2 separate regions of the Mus musculus genome follow, and region 2 is linked to region 1. The links are chromatin contacts, called in public HiChIP or PLAC-seq maps. All regions are on one chromosome and are shown on one strand. The core of a region is the stretch at or near the end of the contact, and the rest is flanking DNA. Distances in the headings are between cores, read along the strand shown. Region 1 holds the start of Wdr44 (WD repeat domain 44). Region 2 has its middle 82 kb from the start of Gm4907.

Evidence for each region. HiChIP or PLAC-seq counts read pairs in DNA pulled down with a chosen protein or histone mark.
Region 2: a contact with region 1 is called in a BATF HiChIP or PLAC-seq map of CD8 T cells, with 18 read pairs. The contact joins the enhancer-like site here to the promoter of Wdr44 in region 1. A contact is called at or near these places in 6 of 39 promoter capture datasets (the C10 cell line, the HPC-7 cell line, cranial neural crest and 2 more), 1 of 15 datasets of contacts at CTCF or cohesin (CD8 T cells), 5 of 484 Hi-C or Micro-C datasets (CD4 T cells, the G1E-ER4 cell line, the HL-1 cell line and 2 more), 4 of 115 datasets of contacts at active chromatin or transcription factors (the 230-238 cell line, CD8 T cells, effector CD8 T cells and 1 more) and 3 of 9 other capture datasets (adipose tissue, liver and macrophages).

What each region holds. Positions count from the first base shown.
Region 1 is chrX:23,691,779-23,694,852 of GRCm38.p6, reverse strand. Wdr44 (WD repeat domain 44) reads right to left here and starts at 1,802. Exons shown (of 21, transcript NM_001305675.1): 1 at 1,584-1,802; 2 at 1,314-1,428. The coding sequence starts at 1,390.
Region 2 is chrX:23,809,182-23,812,160 of GRCm38.p6, reverse strand. No RefSeq gene overlaps it. Among named protein-coding and RNA genes, the nearest start is that of Gm4907, 82 kb to the left of the region's middle. Within about 2 kb of position 1,585, at least 12 of the 459 cell types and tissues checked have an H3K27ac peak or open chromatin away from gene starts, as enhancers often do. A contact at or near this core is called in CD8 T cells, Th1 cells, effector CD8 T cells and 1 more, where this site is marked.

The sequences.
Region 1 (3,074 bases), core at 553-3,052:
GAGTTCCGAACCTGGATCATATACTGAATGTCAGGACCATTTAGGGCTATCTCAAGGCAGATCACTATCATCCCCACATTTCACAACAGTGACAGACAGCTTCCTGGAAACACACACATTAGTAATCTACCAACATACATTTCTTTCTGATCTTGTTGTTATAACTTTGGGAAATATAGCGTATACAATACATAGCAGATTTTTGAAATCCCTTCTAAAATATACTTGTCACTTTATTTCTATCCACGGGGTAACTCTAAAAACTAAGAGTTCAACTCTGAGCATCATACACGAACACACCCATTTTATCATTTAATTTTCAAATTCTTATAGTTGGAGACTACATTTCAGTGCTTCTAGTTACAGACACATCAGGAGAAGAGTTTGTGAAATAATTGTAAACTGTGTTTCCACTCTGAAACGTGAAGGGGAGTAAAATAAGTTAAGTCCAAATCCTGGTCAGCGACGCTTTCCTACTAGTGAACTTCCTACTCAGAGCTAGCCATATTAATCACCAGTAAAACATCTTGCAAAATGAGAGAAAGGGCAGCAAGCTAGGCTCTCCTTCCAAGGACCTTATTACTCAGCACTTGTTTGTAGATCTGTACTCGGCTGTGTACATTTATGTCCGGCTGCCCTTTCAGACCACAGCATTCTCCCTAATGCTAAGGATCTTGTCTACAATTTCCTCTGGCACACAGTAAAGTGCTATTTCAGTAAAACACAGCTGATGTTGAACTCATGCGCAGGCTGGAGAACCTCCTTAAATAAATACCTGCCTTCCCCCCCCCCCCCCCCGCTTCTTTTTTTATGTAAAAGAAAAGGTGAGTGGCAAATAGGGTCGAGTTACAGTCACTTTGGAAATGAATAGGAGAGAGAGAGAGAGAGAGAGAGAGAGAGAGAGAGAGAGAGAGAGAGAGAAGCCGGGGAAGTTCAATTTGTCCTGCTACCGCTCCTTTTGGTCCCCGAGGGCCAAAACAGATGTTGGAAAGGTAAGCTTTGAACCCCGCAAATACAAATCGCTGCCTCTGAGGCACAAATGCCATCCGCTCAAGGGCTGGCTAAGACAAGAAAGGGGTCCGAAAGAGTCCCCAAACCGCTCACTAGGGAAAAGGGTGAAGGAGGATTCCCTCTCCCTCTTCCAACTCATCCTGCCCTAAGAAGTCCCAGGTCTGGGTTCTGAGGTGTCCAAGTGAGACTAAGAGGAACAGCGGTGACGGACACAGACGGACTGGGGAAGGGAGTAGAGGGAGATGCGGGAGAAGCAGGAGACTAGGATGCCCGAGCTCTGGGCCCGAGCTTCTGGTACTTACCCTACAGGATAGCCGGTCCCCAGGTGCACATCTTCAGGGGCATCATAGAATTCTTCGGTGTCGCTTTCCGACGCCATTTATAGGACACACCCGCGGGTGAGGGGGCCGGCTCCGCCTAGAGAAAGGGTGATTCTGAGCGTCTCCTCCTCGTCAGTTAAGAGTGTGGAGAGGTGGGTCCCCGGGCGACACTGAGGAGGGCACAGATGACGTGGAGTGAGAAGTCAACCCGGGACCGGGGACCACCCTCAGTTGCTGGGCTAAGGGGATGACCTGCAGAGCGACTGCCTGAGGTGGCTGCAGTGGGTCTGGGACAGTGGCCGGCGACCCGGGCGCTAGGTGTATGGAGAGCGCTAGAGAAGAGGCTGTGGCGCTTCTCCGTCCCGGAGAGCAGGCAGCGGGCGTGCCAGCGACAGCAGCTCCAATTTCTCCCGCAGCGGCAATTACAGTTGCAGGGAAAGCTACTAGCCCGCAAAATACCGACGCGCACCTAACCTCGCGAGATTTCGCGGCCGGCCGGTAAAGCGTGGGCGGGGCGGAGAGGTGGCGGGGGGCGGTCCCAGAGAGGCAATCTTATGATTACTAATGCGGGAGCAGCCTGTCAAAATGGCGCAAGCGTGTTGAGGGCGTTTAGGAGAGGCCGGAAGTAGTGGGAATAAGGGCGGTGTCTAGCCTGCGGTGGGGTGGAGTCTGGGACCTGCGCAGGAGCAGCTGTCTGCCAAAACTCCGAGGCACGCCCGACTTCGGTGCAGTTTCCTTAGACGTTTATTTACTGATTCTGCTAACTGCAGTTCAAAAGAAGCATTTTGAGAGGGATGATTTTGAGTCTCTTCCGTTCATCCTGAGAGAGTTCTGTGGGCATTTTGGGATTGTATATTACTTAGTCGTTTCAGCCAAGTCTAAAATATACCGCCTTAGGGTTTTGGCACTTTTAGCATCTTTAGTCTGTAGGAATAGATCTGTCTTATTCACTTGCTATAAGATCCCTAATTGAGATCCCTACATATGATCCAGATGGCCAAGGGGCAAAGTCCATAAGAAAGAGATAGCTGGGGTGTGTCCCATTTCCCAAGAGTAATGGTGGATTTATTGCTGGAGCTGAGCCATCATAAGAACTGCAACTTTTCTCAATAGTTAACTGTCGTCGCAGCCCATGATGTGAGAGAAACTATATACTGCCCAAGATGTATCACATAACAGTGCAGGCAGGGGAGTTATAGATCCTTTGGAAAGTATAACTTTTGTCAAGAATTACTACTAGATTTTATGTTTTTTAAATGTTTTAACTTAAAGAGTGGATTTATGGTCCTTACTACAAAATAAACTGGTGAGATGATACGGCTTTATTGACGTTTTCTACAGTGTTTACAGTGATTAAAACATCACATTTTACTACCCCAAATATAAACAATTATTTGACAATTAAAAATAAGCTAATTATACTGGGTACAGTGATGCATGCCATCCATACTAGCATTTGAGAGGTGGAGGCAGAAAGATCAGTATTCCAAAGTCATCTTAAGCTATATGAGTTTGAGTGCAGCCTGTGTTACCTAAGAACCTGTTCAAAAAAAAAAAAAAAAAAAAAGAACAAAGGTTCATCTCAAATTAAAATTTTTTGTTCACTATACTATGGAAGAAAGCCTTTTTTGTTTTGATTCATGAAAATTTATCAAAATATATTGTTATATGAAAACATATAACCATATAAATTTAGAAATTTATTTTCTACCTAATTACTTACTAGTGAACCTATACATTTCT
Region 2 (2,979 bases), core at 336-2,835, 120 kb before region 1:
AGAAAACAGTTCAATAGACCAACTGGATCCCAAGTTAGACTTACAAGGCAGAGAAAATTGACAGTGCAGAAAATGGATAACAAGAAGGATATTTTTACTCCATGTATGTTATTCTAGAGGTTCATCATCTTAGGAAAAATGGAAAAAAGAAACGTTTGCCAACTTGGTGGGAATCAAAAATGGAATTGGGGCTTAAACCCTTTCCCAATCCTTGAAATCAGGCAATGATCATGTTATGCACTTCTGCTATGGCTTGGATCTTACCTTTTCCCAAAGACCCATGTATTACAGACTTAATCCCTAGAGTCCATGGTGGAACTTGTTTCTAAAAAGATATATTTCTATTTGTGTGTGTGTGTATTCCACCATGAGTTTGTGTGCATATCTGTGCAGGTACCCACTGATACCAGAAGCTATCAGACCCCCTGGAACTGGAGTTAGAGGCAGCTGTGAGCCACCTGATGTGGTGGTGGGGACTAAACCTCAGATCATCTTCAAGAGCAGTAAGCACTCTTAAGCACTGAACCCTCTCTCCAGCCTCTATGATGGAACTCTTAAAAGGTGAGACCTATGGGAGGAAGTTAGGCCATTATGGGCATGCCACTGAAGGTGTTAGTGTGTATATATATATATACCACATTAACATAAACCCAACAGTAGGAGAAATGGGTGTAGAGGATAAAGGTACTTTTTTAACATCTAGAAAAATATGAAACTATTTGAGATTTTAAAAAGCATGATGTCTATAACTGCAATGTGGCATGCAGGTTTGAACACTGGAAAACATGGTAGAATCCAATTAAAATCTGATGTCCACTTAAGAATGTATTGGTGCCTCTCATTTTGATGAACATACTCTGGTAATACAAGACAAACAGTAAGGAAAATTGGGTCAGGAGTGTAATAGGACATTGTATTTTCACAACTATCATTGTTATGTATTTGTGAAATGAGCATATGTGGTGAATGCACATCTGTGCAAGTATGAATACCTCTGCCAATGTTCACAGACCAAAGGAGTATGCCTGGTATTCTGCTCTATTCTCTGCTAGGCCCTTGAGACACTCTTACTGAACATGGAGCTAGGCTGCCAGCCAGCAAGTCCCATAGAACTGGAGTTATAGGCACATATGTGGCTGTGCTAGGCCTCTTTACATGGGTGGCTGACTTTGAACTCAGGTTCTCACGCTTTAGCACCAAGTTCTCTTACTGAGTAAGCCAACTCCCCAGCACTATTGTTTTATATTTTTGTGGTGTGGAATATCATGCTGAGGCGACCATGTCTTTGAGAATTTTCTAATTTTTTGGCAACATTGCTATACATCTAAAGTGGTTGTAAAAAAATCAGAGAAAATAATGTAATACAGTATAGATGAAAATACTAAAATAAATCCATGTGGACTACTCTAGGTAAGCTGTCCAAGGGCACTTGGTGTATTTAGGATTCTGTGGTCAAGTCTTCCCTTTGACACGAATCTTAATACTAATATTGTTCCTGTTAGAACAGTATGAATGTACTTCCTGCACTCAGATCTACTGACAAAAAGTGGCTGTGGTGAACAGGGGAAACTAGATGACTCAAGAATCAAACAAAACAAAAAACTTTCAGAAGTGATGGAAAGATGAGAGCAACTGGGAGGAAAGATCTGTTAACCACATAGTTCAAAACAGAGATGGTTACGATTTTTTCTGAGAAGTAAACCAGTGGTTCTTACAGCTGGAAAGGGGGGAAGAGCCAGAGACTAAGAAAGATATTGACAGCTTTGGTGGTACTCTGTTTTCTCTGCCTTACCTATGTCTGATGCACAAACTCCTTTACCCTGATTATCCCTAGTGCTTTATGAGAGCAACAAAGAGTGGTTTAATAACCGAGTGTCTGCCATGATTTACTAGGGGTAAAACACACCGTGATACGGAGAGAAGGGGATAAATCTAGGCACCAGTTACAAGATCCTTTCAAGCTTCTTGTTTCTGCAGCCATCTTCTTTCCAGTGAGCTCTTTTGGTGCATGCATCTGCCTGTTTATTGTCTCAGCTCAACTGCTCCCTATATATAGTTGGAACTTAATGCACACCACGTAATTAATAAGCAAAATGGGAAGCTGGAAACTAGTGCAACTGGCAAAAAATTTCTTTTGAAAACCTGTAATGAAGCCTGATACATGCTATATATAGTCTGAATCCAACCTAGGTGTGCTGGATTATGTCAATGTGACACAACTAAAGCCATCTAAGAGGAGGGAAACTTAGTTAAGAAACTACCCCAGTAAGTTAAGTCTGCAGGGAAGCCTGTAGGGCATTTTTTTTTTTAAATAGTGACTGATGGGGGAGGCCCCAGCCCATAGTGGATGGTGCTAATCCTGGACTGGTGGTCCTGGGTTCTATGAGAAAGCAGGCTGAGCAAGCCAGTAAGCAGCACCTCTCCATGTCCTGTGCATCTGCTCTTGCCTCCAGGTTCCTGCCCTGTTGGAGAGTTCATGATGAACAACAATGTGGAAGTGTAAGCTGAATAAACCCTTTCCTGCCCAACCTGCTTTTTGGTCATGGGTATTTTTATTACAGCTGCAGAAACTCAAACTAAGATACTAGTCTACATAAAACCCTCTCTCAAAAACCCAAAAAGAAGGTTAGTGAGATGGTTCAATATGTAAAATATTTGCCAGACAGACATGAAGAAACGGGAGTTTAGAACTTCCAAAAGCCAGGTAAATGCTAGGTGGATGTATTGGCCTACCTGTAATTCCAACCTCTGAAGGGTGAGCCATGAGATCCCCAGAGCAAGCAAGCTAACCAGGCTAGCCACATCAGCAGCTTCTGGGTTGGCTGTGGGAGAGCATGCCTCAATCAATGAGGTGGAAGAGTAATTGAAGATCATTCTTGAGAACAATCTCAGGCCTTATGTGCACATGCACACAGGTATATGCATACCCACACCACACAGATGATTACAAGTGCTAAAACATGCATATGCACCCACACA